2 separate regions of the Danio rerio genome follow, and region 1 is linked to region 2. Evidence: chromatin contacts called from public Hi-C data. All regions are on one chromosome and are shown on one strand. The core of a region is the stretch at or near the end of the contact, and the rest is flanking DNA. Distances in the headings are between cores, read along the strand shown.

What was found. Hi-C and Micro-C count contacts between places; a contact is called where the count stands out from the background.
Region 1: a contact with region 2 is called in a Hi-C map of hematopoietic stem cells, with 4 times the contacts expected there. The contact joins the promoter of si:dkey-56e3.3 here to the promoter of dtx4b in region 2. A contact is called at or near these places in 1 of 18 Hi-C or Micro-C datasets (hematopoietic stem cells) and 1 of 4 datasets of contacts at active chromatin or transcription factors (embryo).

What each region holds. Positions count from the first base shown.
Region 1 is chr1:44,826,726-44,833,188 of GRCz12tu, forward strand. It overlaps si:dkey-56e3.3, which reads left to right and starts at 5,135. Exons shown (of 8, transcript XR_012407403.1): 1 at 5,135-5,500; 2 at 5,660-5,769. wu:fc34e06 reads left to right here. Exons shown (of 131, transcript XM_073953148.1): 130 at 1,548-1,782; 131 at 1,950-2,495. The coding sequence ends at 2,045.
Region 2 is chr1:44,587,087-44,594,113 of GRCz12tu, forward strand. dtx4b (deltex 4, E3 ubiquitin ligase b) reads left to right here and starts at 1,384. Exons shown (of 9, transcript XM_002660524.7): 1 at 1,384-1,689; 2 at 1,894-2,108. The coding sequence starts at 1,688.

The DNA of each region.
Region 1 (6,463 bases), core at 3,885-6,384, 240 kb after region 2:
TAAAACAGTTTAGAAACGTGTATTAAACACAATACAAATTTCTCAATAAACATGATAAATGAACAAAAGCTACACTTCAGCTTACCTTATGCCTCTTAGGTGGAGCTGAATACATTTGTAATCTGCATTTCCCGCCTCGTTTTGCGTTCTGAAGAACTAAAAGGGACGACCGTTTGAGTCGTTGCTTAGTAACACATAAAAAAAACTGCTGTATTTGCGGCGCCACTCGTTTTCAAAATACGAGTCCCACATACAAAGTTGGTTTAATACAAATTTTCAGACACTTATAAATGAAGGGAGGAAAATCATTGATGTTGTAATCTTCAAATGCTCAAGACGTAGAGATGAGTAGAATGTGACCTAAAATACATGTATGGGCAGTGTTCAAATTTAACCTAGTTACTTTAGCTGTCATAATTTTAACTATACAGCAGGGAACACCAGCAGTCACAGAACTACAACATAACCCGATCCCATCGAAACACTACCCTCTCTCACACACACACTGCACTTAATGTTGTGTAGATTACACTACCTATTAGAGTATGTTTTTACTTTCGAAATGGGGTGTAAATTCATCCTATTTGACGTTTTAAATTCTTTTGAACATAATCAGGTGCTGCCTGTCATGGAGACAATGCTTCAATGTTTGTTCTTGCTGTCATTTGTGCTATACACTGGTCACTACTAAGTAGTGTAGATAAGTGTTAAATAAGTTCCACATAAAATTTACGTTTCAAAACGACCCAAATTTTGTCATCCCGCTGCCAAATTATTACCCACATCAAATTCAAAACTGCCCAATCTGACAACACTAAGCATGGGCTGTAAATAATGTAAGTCGGTCTTGTTCTAAATGACCTGCTTTTCACTGGTGTTTTACACCAGGAATTTACATGAGAAGAGGAAATAATTGTGTTTGAGGCTCATGGTATAAATAATTTCCATGTTCTGAACTTGACTATTAATTGACCTTGCCCATATTCCCAGGTTTTCTTTAAATGGTACATTCAATTTGAATATAAATGCATTACCTTTATATACCTAAAGATGTTAGGTGACCACATTTTATTTTAATGAATATAACTGTTTAAAAAAAATTTACCAAAATATATTGTTTACATACTGAGAAAAATATTTATTTACAAAGAGGTATACTCATTTATGCTGTGCACTTTTATACAGGCGCATTATATAGCGCCAGAAAAGGCAGATGAAATTTACCTTTGTAGCTAGCAAATTCTGGTACAGTTCTTTGATTGTCCTTGTCAAACTTTCAATTCAATTCACTTTTATTTGTATAGTCCTTTTACAATGTAGAAATGAAGATTTTTTTTTTTTTCAGTAATTTTTAGATTTGTGTGTTTTCAGGTCTCTAAAGCAGTTGTTAGGTAAAAAGTAGGGTCAAACTGCATAAAACATTTTCTGCACGATGAATGATTTTAAGAAATCTGCATTTTTAAGTGGTCTTTCCCATGCATCAATAAATAAATATATATTAATATTTATTTTAATAGATTTTTGTTTGTGTTTTAATCTATTCACAGGGATGTTTTTCCTACGGTGATTGAGGCCAATGTTACATATTTGTTCACACCACAAGACAGCAATGGCTCTGCGGGTGTTTTAGTCAGCAGTCTTTACTTACCTTTCCCCACACCAACTCCAACCCTCTTTAACACTACAGTCGCAGGCAACAGCACAAATGCAGCATGGGTTGTGGCTATCATTGTACCCTGCGCTATTGTCATTATGCTTGTACCTTGTTGGATTCTCCTTTGCGTAAGTATTATGATGACTCAATGTCAAAATTGTGCATTGCGGAAGAGATTAATAATGAAATGTTCTTTCCTTAATCTGCCTATTAAATGTGATTTATAATTGGGACTATGATTATGCACAGCTAATTACAAGTGTTTTACACCTACTTTATCTGTTTATGTCCTCAGTGTTTGCTGTGTGGTTGCTGTGCAGCAATCAGAAGACGCTGGCACAGGAGACGGTCTTACAATGTACAGTACACCACTCGAAACAGCCTCTTCTAAAGAGTTCAGAGATATTTAATGACTAAAACCGGACTGAACAACTATCAGAAATCATAATTTAATCTTTGGATTTTGGGTATTCATTGTGTGATATTTTTTTTGTTGCTTTTATGAATGTACTTTTATGAATTATTTAATTTATTTTGCCTGTATTATTAGGCAGACAGGATCTGCATAAAATGTTCCTAAATGTGATGTTTTCATACTTTCTCTGTAGTGTATTATGAAATTGTGTTGTTATTTATTTTTATTTATTTATAATAATCTGCAGAGTTTACAGTTAATGATTTTAATATACTTCATATGACAAAACACCTTTAATAGGGAGAAGGGTAGAATATTTTTAAATGAAATATTTATTTATTCATACTCCATGCACTTTATAGATGTAATACAAATGTTGTTTTAATCTGTGAAAAATGTAATAAAACAAATTAATAATTAAATCAATATAAAATGTTTGTGTTTCTGTTCATAATATCACCATAAAGTTTGCTTATGATTGTTGTTAATCTTGTACATCAATTTATGCATCATTGAAGAAGTTTTTCTTAGTTCTGTTACATTTAAACTTTTTTTTTCTCTGTTCATGCAATGTTTCTCTTGTACTAAAAATCTATCCATTTTATTATTGTTTGACTGAACAGGGTAAAATAAAAAGCTTTATAAGACATGTGAAGGCAAGTGTGCCTAGGGTCAATTGCATACTTGGCATTTGTTCTTCATAGGCATACTTAGTTTACAATACATTGCTAGTATTGAATCAAGTTTATAACTTGAGACATGCTTTTACTTAAAAATGCTGGAACTTTAAGTGCTGGTCAGGATCAGCATATGACTAGCAAAATCAAAACATACAGTACCAGTATACTTTTCCATAGAGACATCAGAAATTACTTGGCAACAACAAGAATGTAAATACATTTTCATCATGTTTTAGGAATTTTAAGTGGCATAAAACCCATTATATAATACATAGGCCTAAACAAACCTTCAAATATAAATGTAAATCTGCAAATTATAGAGCATAAGAAAAATCTATTAATAAAATAAGAGAAAACCCAGATTAAATAAGAACATGCATTAAAAAAAAACAACAACAAAGAATCAACATTCATTCATTCATTTTCTTTTCGGCTTAGTCCCTTTGTTAATCAGGGGTCGACACAGCGGAATGAACCGCCAGCTTATCCAGCATATGTTTTACATAGTGGTTCCACCTCCAGCCACAACCCAACACTGGGATTTATCCATAGACACTCTTTCACACACATACACTATGGCCAATTTAGTTCATTCAAATCACCTATAGAGCATGTCTTTGAACTGGGGGAAACCTGAATCCCTGGAGGAAACCCACTCAATCATAAGGAGAACATGCAAACTCCACACAGAAGTGCCAACTGACCCAGATGGAACTTGAACCAGTGACCTTCTTCTTGTGAGACGATCGTAATACCCACTGTGCCACTACGACACCAAAAATTAATTTAAAAAATACAATTTTATCAATATTTAGTAATAAAAAAAACGAAATGATAATAAATAAAAATAATAAAAATCAAAAGTGATTGCTGATTAAAAACCTGCATAAGCAAAAAAAAAAAAATGTTGAAGAAAAGCACTTTATGTAAATGTTGATCTATTAATACTTTCACTTCAAACACAGAAAAGCCTGGTCACTTCTTTTTTTGGTTGCAAAATTATTAAAAAGTCTTAAAATTATTAAAAAATTAACCACTTTATTCACTTAATTGTGAAATGGTGCTAAAGTAAATTTTGCTAATATGGCTAATCTTCAAAAAATGAGTTCCAATTTTGTCCACTGTTATTTAAATCAAGAAGACTAGAAAATGGCTTAGTTGAAACAAGCTGTTAAAAATAATGACATTAGTCTAAATGTAAGTAGTAAGAGTGAAATCAAGAGTTTTATTAAGAAAAGAATAAAGAAAAGGTGACAAAAATATATTGGTTGATGAGAAAGAGGGCTGGTGGTTTTACAGAATTCAAAAGAAAGTAGAAGAAATGAGAAGTGTAGGGAAAAAGGGGGAGAGGAGATCATAATACCAATAGGGTAAGATTTGGACACAAAATTAAATAGCATACTTTTTAAAATGGGCAAACATGGTATAGGAGTTTATGAGTTTATGGATAAGAAGAAACAGTTGAACACAGGCTCGTAGTCAGCCTATTAAAAGGGGTGGTCCTTTGTTCTTATAAAGTGGACCTTTTTGCAGTTATTGGAGGTTTAAATACTGCATTTTAGTGACATTTTAAGCTGTAATTTGTGCTGGAATAGCCTGTCGCATGGTTGTCATTACCACATTTTTTGATGGAACAAAAATACTACCTACATTTTTGTCAAAGTGTTTATCATACTATTTTTTGTTTACAAAAATGTATGTTTATTTACAAATGTGCATTTAAACTGTAAGTTATTACAGTTTTATACTTAATGTAATGAGATTAAAATTTTAGAACTATGAAAAAATACTTTAATAATATTTTAAATGCTAATTTATTATCAGCCATTAAAAAAACAAACAAATAGCAACAACAAAATTAGGACTCTATTAAAATTCGTTTTAAATAAAAAATCTAGCCTATGGGCAAATAAAAAACCGTACAGCTCATTTCCTCAGTCGGAATTTGTCCATTCAAGTAATAAACGGCTAATGTTATTTGTTATTGTTATTTGTTATTCTTCTCAAAGCCTCCATTAATCAACAACTCATCTATTGGTTATTTTCACTGTCAAAAATGAAACAAACAAGCTCGTAAGGGCCAAATTCTGAACTTTGTCAGAAGGAGGGTGGGCCTTTCGAGATAAAAGTTTTAAATTAAGTAACATTCTTCAAAATAACTCCTGAAATAAATGCTATACCTTTTTTATTGCTGATTAATTTTATTATCTTAAATATACTCATTTGTGGGAGAGAATTTTATAAAAGAAATGGGTAGGTGAGAGTGAGGAGGGTAAAGTCATAAATATCCAAACTCCATACCAGTTGGTGGCGGAAACACAGAATTCTGTTGTTTGTCAACCGCCAATAAATTGAAGAAGAAGAAGTGGAACGCAGGTTGAATGAGAACTTTTATCTTAAAATAGCACAAGCGGATGTTGTTGACACACGGGACAGCAGCTTCCCGTACACACACATTTTCATTTGGACGGATTTGTTTTAACACAATGGCGAATATTATAACGTTCCAAACGCAAATCACGTCAGTTATTGAAGTTCTCGCAAACGCCGCTGTGGCAGAAATCTGCAAACTTGTTGAGGACAGCTATGCCGATTTACAGCTTGAAATATCTCAAACGCAAAAGGAAAATAGCCTGCTTAAAAAGAGATTGAAAATGATAGAAATCCGGGATTCGTTTTATCGAAGGGCAAATAAACTGAGGAACGAGTCGACTGCCTTAAACAAAACTAGTGTTCGCGAAAAACAGTCAGGTAAGTTAAAGGTGGTAACGTTGGTAATGGTCATGTAGGCTAGTTAGCCACTAACGTTACTGACTTGTTTCGAACCAACTCTAATAACATTCAAAACTATGGTTATAACGTGCTTATTACTCGTGGTGAAGGAAGGCATTGTGTTTTTCTTTTCTTCAGGACGAATCAGCGTAAAAGTGTCTTCTGTGTGTTCTGGTGCTAATCATGAAGAAGGACATGTTCGCTCTTCAAACTCCTCAGTTTTACAACAACAACAAAGGCTTGACCAGGTCTGCACAACCAACACCTGGAACTGATTATATACAGTCAGATTATTTATGTACATTTACTCTTAGCAATTTATTTCTTACCAGTTTCTTATTAGGTGTGAGTTTAAGTAAATTTTTTTATATATGAGCAATTCCATGCAAATGTCAACCTTGCATGAAAAAAGTTTTTACCAAAATAGTATTTACTGTACTTTACAAATACTCAAAATGTCTCTTTCAGTGTTTTCAAATAATTATAGTAGATTGACCAAAATCACACAAGTGGCAATTTCACATCTGTCACATCCATTACAGAGAGGTTTTTCCTTGTAAATGCAAGATTGTCAAATAAGTAAAATCAGTCCTTTTTGTTTTTAAAGAGACAGCTCTTATTCTTTTGATTAGCATTATTTATTTTGGGTTGGTCACTTTAATTCACAGAATTTCTAGAAAGTATACCGTATACTGTAAACTTGCTAACTTTTTTGTCACGTCCATAAAGCATGTTTATTTTCCTCATTTAAATAATTTTTTTTTTATAAATTGATATTTTTCTGACCTCAGTAGTCTGTGGTTAGTAGTTTTGCAAAATATAAACTTTTCAATATAATGTTAACGTATACTTTCTCTTTGAATTTATGTTTTTACTGCAAATGTCACATCTATAACACTGGAATTGCACATTTGTTTTATTCTGTTATGGTTTCATAACATT
Region 2 (7,027 bases), core at 134-2,633:
TTGCAGTCACAGTCAGTGTGTAGCCAAATTATCTACTTAAGGTATTGCTTTCTTCTTTCTTTTGCAGCACAAGCCATCATATTGTTGATTGCTTGTCTGCAATATACATGAAAAAACATGACCAACCAAACAGGTTTTATTCTGGGTGTATTAAAAATCAGTGATGTCTGATTTGTTCATTCCTTTGAATCATATCTTTTAAATGAATCATTTGAACAGCTCGCAGTCTGAAGGAATTGTTCATGAATTCTGAATCAGACTCGTCCAATTATTGAACCAAGGGCTGTTTTCTGATTTCCGAACACTAGGCTACAGCAAAATGATACTCCTCCATTACAAACAATTTAATAACATTATATCCTCATATATTATGTATGATGTATAATATTGCCTAGTCATATTAAAGATGATTTATTTAGAAAGATATTTTTGAATGTATCATAGTGATGACATACAGACATAGGCCTACATGCACACACATATATGCATATTTGAATAACAAAAATCCAAATAGGCCTATATACTTAATTGACATAAAAACTATTATGATACTGTGAAGTCATACTTATTTTGTCAAATACTGTTTTTTTTCTTTTTTATCTAAGTAGTATGCAGTTTCAGATGAAGCCAGTTGATGTTTCTGAATTATATACTTAGTTTGTGATCAAATGTGATCAGAGTAGTATGAACCAATCCTAGTAGGTCTGTTTACAAAACACAAGCATGTATTCAATGGACACTATACTCATTCACATACCCATATTCATCTTAATTATAAATTATTAATATTATTTGTAGTGTCATCATGTCATTTTCATCCTCTTATCAGGGGCCGGGTCGTGGGGGCAGCAGTCTTAGAAGAGAACTCCAGACTGCGCTTTCCTCAGATACTTCCTCCAGCTCCTCCGGGGAGAGGGGCGTTCCCAAGCCAGCCGAAAGACATGCCAAGGGTCTTCCCAGAGGCCTGCTCCCGGTGAGACATGTCTGGAACACCTTCCTAGGTAGGCGTCCTAGAGGCATCAGAAACAGATGCCAGATCCACCTCAGCTGACTTCTCTCAATGTGGAGGAGCAGCAGCTACTCCGAGCTTCTCCCGTGGACAGATCTCCTCACCCAAATAATCACTTAATTAATTAAATAATGTTTTATTTCCACATCTGAAAATAATAATAATAAAAAAAACGTGTTATACAAAAATAAAACCAATTCACCTGCATTATGTTTGCCTAAGCTATTTCGGATTCACTCTTGAGGGGTTCAACTGTTCAGAAGAATCGATTCTGAGAAATGATTCCTTTCAGCCTTCGTAAGGCATTACTCACGCTCACATTAATGCTGGGGAGGAGGAGGAGGAGGTGGTGTTGGGTGTCACTTTTTCAAGTCAGTGCGACGCACACAAAACCACCAGCGGTTCACCAGAGAAGAATTACCGGAGAAGTCTACATGATTTTCGAGAAATCACAATCGGAAATCCTCGTGCCTGAAGGAACCACTGAGAAGGAGAAGAAGCACAAACTGAGCTAACACAGCCAAAGCCGAATGTGTAGAATAAGGAAGAGGAATATTCGTCTGTTGACTGTTTGTTGACACTCGTGAGGAGTTGTCGGGATCTCTTACGTCCAGACATGGGGAGACGGAGATTTCTTTCCTGATTCTGCGGTCTCTCGCGTAAGCGATTCCTACGTAAATGTGAGTGAACCTGCAATTTATTACTTATAAATGCAAGGAATCAGAATATACACGCTCCATACACATCCTCGTGTGTGTCTATCGATCGATGTTACACAGGCAGGCGTCACGAAACATTACACGAGCAAAATCGGTCCTCCTGCGTTCACAAAATCGGTTGTTGAATTGAAGTGATGCCTAACTAGTTTTCTGATGCGCTTGTAGGGACACGATGTTGCTGGCTTCCGCCGTGGTGGTCTGGGAATGGCTGAACGAGCACGGGCGCTGGCGGCCCTACAGCCCGGCCGTGTCTCACCACATCGAGGAGGTGATAAGAAGCGATCCCCGCGGCGGCAGCGTCGTCCTAGGCCAAGCTGACAGCCGCCTGTCGCCCTACATCATTGATCTCCAGTCCATGCATCAGTTCAGACAGGACACCGGTAAGATGGAGATCAGCAGCGCATCAGTCTACCTGTGGCAAGCCAATCTAGCATTTATTCTGCAGAACCAATAGATTCTGTCTCTGCTATGTTCCTGCCTTATTGATGTATTATTGAACATTAATGACTATGTCATGAGTTGAAGCACCTTATTAGAGAGTTATTTTTATTTATTATGGAATATAAATGAGCCGTTCTGGGTAGTGCTTGTATGTTGAGTCAAGAAAAACAAGTTAACAGTTGAAATGGACTCTGGTTCCTTACAGACTGTTACTGTTAAATGAGATTGGAATATATGATATATGACATGATTATGATTTAATAGATCTTTCTCACATAAGTTTCTGAGGAAGTTACTGTTAGAGAAGCTGTGGAGATGATGTTGAAAACACCTCATGCACGAGCATCATGCATGCTTGAGTTTATATGTAGTAAACGTGCTATTCAGTCACACAGATATTCTTTTTGCAATACTTTTTATTTATTCATAGAAAATCTGCAGAATCATATTTCACAATAAAGCTAATTCTGTATTAATTATTCAATTGTACAGTTCTGTTGTAAAACTAAAGATACGTAAAGATACCTTTAGAAAACTAAAGGTACTGTCAGTTACTCTGTTTTCCATTGCATTCTGGATAATTAGTAATTGAAATGCAGATATTAGCAACAGATAGTTAGGTTTGTGGATTTAAAATACATAGTGTTAAAATATTTTTTTTTATCAGTTATAGATTTGTTTTAATCACACCTGAGAGGCTCTTCATCATGTTAGGATGTCTTAACAGTTTTTCTACACATCACAGTGCAAGAGCATGTTCCTTCATAATGCAATTATATAATGAGATTTTGCCAATATTGTGACTGCGAACTTTACCACTTAACTTTACCTGTTACATCAGCATGTAAACCTAACTGTGCACAGTTAGTTATGTTATAGAGTTTGAGAATAGTGTGTACAATAATAACCAGCATCAATGTATGAACACATGAGTGTTAGTGAGAGCTGTTATTAATTAGTGTTAAACAGTTATTGTTATAATTATGAGCTGTGTTTTACTATTAATTAGTTAAGTGTCATAACAAAGTATAGTTTAAGTACTGCCAAATCCCTTTATGAATGTGCAATAAGGCTGCATGAAAATGTAGTCTTGAATTATGTCCACTTTCTGCTTGTGCAGCTGTTGTTTTGAATTCAATGTCAGAAAAATGTGTTCAGAGATATAAACCACACTTAACATATCTTTTATTATACAGCAAAATAAGAGTTTAAAAACTAAATTTTAGCATAACCATACAAAATGTGGCATTATAGTATATAAAGATTAAATGATGCCAAGCTGGTTAAAAATTAGGAAATGTTGCAAATCCGATGTGGCGCATTTTGTTCTAATAATTCAATGGATTCATTCAATTAAATTCAATCCCCTTATACTATGATTACTGCATCTAAATTGTCATATTTTGTAGAATACTTTTGTTCATTTTTGTTCTTCAAACCCCTCCTGTGTGTAGGACTTATCTCATCTAAAGATAAAGATCTCTTACACATCTCATCTATCTGTGGGGTCTTAAAATGTCTTAAACCTCAAAAGCTGAATTTTAGACCTTAAAAAATCCTAAATCTACTGAAATGTTACCTAAATCTTGTTTTAATACGTCTTAATTTTTCTTTGTTCATGTATAGCTACCCAATCTAGCCATTAAGACCCATACAATCACCAACAATCCATCGTTAAACGTTTAACTTATTATTTAAAAATTGCATTTAATTACTTTCTTACCGTAACATTTGCTTTAAGGTTCTCCATTTATTGACTGCTGAGGATACTGACCTGACCTATATATTTTATTTTATTATTTAATTTTTATTATTGTAGACGAAAGGAGTTGACAGCTATGTATTGTTCTATTTTTGGTAAGTGTTTGTGAATATTTGAAAATGAATAAAAATATTCAAGCTAAATTATTATTATTGTATTATTAAATGTATTAATTTGTAAAAAAAAATTTATAGGGCAAGAGAAAAATAAAATTTCATTCATAATGGTCTTAAATGTCTTAAAGTCTTAAATATTACTTAGTGAAACCTGCAGGAACCTTGATCTAAAGTATTTAATTTCTGTTATGATTTTTGACTTCTGTAGACTGAAAATAACAAATTATTTGCCATAGTAATATGGAACTGTAATGAACATAACATAACTTTTTAAAGTGATTTAAAGTGATGACAAAACAGGTCTTATTACACACATTTTAAGATTATAAGGTTGAACTGCAATAAATTGCACGAAATGCCATCAATCTACACAGATTTCCCAGTATTTCTCTGTCGGGATTTTACAGTAATTAACCCCAAAAAAAGCCAGAGCAAAGCAAACACTACCAGTTTCTGTGGTATAAATACAGCACTACAAAATACAAAAAAGAGAAATTGACTCAGAATGTCACTTACCTGATTTATAATGATTTGTTCAGCTGTAGTTTGAAACTTGCACTAAGAAAATGCTGTTTTTCTCCCCTAAGGACTTATTATGTGGTTTCTGCCACCATCTTATGGCGTAACGTCACTTTCTTTGATCTGCTCAGACAGGCTGATGGCGGCCGATGCACTAAATCTGATGCTCCAAAATGAAAAATATTTTAAGATAGGCACTATCCTTATAAATAAACTGCATAGTTGCAATCTAAACAGCTCCATTCTTGACTAAAAAAGCCTCAAAAGTACATTATGTTGTCTAACTGCTGCATTATTTGACAAACTATAGAGTGTCCTCTGCTGGTCGCTGTATGTGGGCGGACTAATACACAAGGGCGATGGGTGAAGAGGCGGTACGAGTGCTGTTATTTACAGAATATTGCACGGTTTTCAGCCAATTAGATTCAGGAACCAGACAGAACTGTTGTATAAAAATATATATTATACATTATACTATGAAATCAGAGCTTTAATTGCCTAATTGCTATTTTATTTAGGAATTAGTTTTTATAATAGAATTTGTTATTGTCACAGTGCAACCGAATGAAAGTGACCGAACAAAAAAAATAACAAGTTAGGATATAATGTTAACTATATTTTTCACATATCTAAAAGTTTTGATGCCTCTTTTTGGCTGGACATCACAAATGCTCTTTTGAAGACTACTTTGAACCTTCAATAGAGGTCTGTTATGAAGTCCTGTGTTATTAAGGACACTGATTAACATGACTCATTGCACATTCACAGGGCACAACCGCCTGTCTATCCCTGTGAATAAAGCACATTAGTGTTGTTAATCTAAGGCATAACGACAGTCATAACTACACAAATCTACTGTGAATAATGGTTTACAGAAACACACCCAGGGAGCTCCCAGAAATCATACTTTACTTACACCCAAATTGTTTCGAATCTCAGAAAATTCTCAGGGAACGTTTTGCCACTGAACAGTAGTTTAGTGACATTTTGCAGTCCTTGTCGCTTTGTCAGGACTCGTCCTAAAAAACCTGCAAAGTAACTTTTTCAAACACACTTGCACAAAGAGAGAGCAGTTTCACAAAGCATTACCCCGGGAAATGAGCACACTTCCATGTGAAAGAGCGAAACTGATTGAGGGGGAAAGAAAAGGGGAGTGGTTGTATTGTGCAACAGGCTAGAATGTAGTTTCATCAACTCTGGGCCCCTGGGGTACTGTCAGTTACTCTGTTTTCCATTGCAGTCTGGAGATTAGTGTAACACACACACATATATGCGCGCACAGGGCAGGATTGTGTTTCTCCTGGTCCAATGACTCTCACATGGTTAGGCTGAAGAATTGAGGGAATGTAAAAATTTCTTTCAGGTTGATTATTTTGTGAATTCATCCCTCCGTCCCTTACACTAACATTATCATTCAGGAGTTTAAACTGATGAACTTCTCTAGCGTATTTTTCTCTTTATGATCACTGAAGCTGCATTTAATTTTAATAAAAGTTAAACAGTAAAGTCGTAAAAGTATTAAAGTTGTTTTCTGTTTTAATACAGTTTTAATAGTAATTTATCTATATGATGGCAATGCTGAATCATTAGCCTCTTAGGCCATTTTACAGTGTAATTTAGTTTGTCCTTTCCCTAAACCATTTGACTTACTAAGACAATGATAGTATGATATAAAGTCATTATAAAAGACTATAAAAATGATATAAAATGATATCATTAAATATTTTAAGCATTTAGCTTGTAGTGTTGTTGTTCAGCTTGCTTTCTCCCAGTGCACGTTTCAGCAGCAATGTTTATCTTTAATTTTTTACTGATTTTCACATCTGAAACTTATTTCAGACTCGTATTCTTCTCTTTTTGTGGATTAACGCTATAAGGAGTCTTTGTGCGCCTCATTTGGGTTATGGGACAACCCCCCATGGTGTGAGATGACCCTAATTCTATTGGAGGCCCCCTCTTGGCATAATGAATGTACTCGTTTTTTTGTAAATTTGTCTTTTGCAGATCTTTTATTAGGGCTGGGCGATATAGCAAAAAAAAAAATCATGATATCATGTTTCATATCATTCGATATCAATAATTAGTGAATATTTTTTTACCTATACATTTAGGAATATTAGGATTTTTTTAATTTGACCACTGTATTTTAATTTACCATCATTACTAAGACAAATACTTTTAATAGTCAAAAACAAAAAAATTTAAACAAAATATCTAATCCATCCTAAAATAAACATAAGTGTTAAAGAGACTATTAAACTTGATAAATAATATGTTACAAAGTGTGTGCAATGGCAACGCTGAACAGTCAAAGCAAACTTTAAGGTGTGAATAATAATGATACAGTAAACCTCAAACAAAACAAATGATGATAATCAAATCTGAACTTTCAAATTAACTAATTATCATTATTCAAATACATACTGCAACATTACTAATTGTGAAGTTGGGTGACTATATT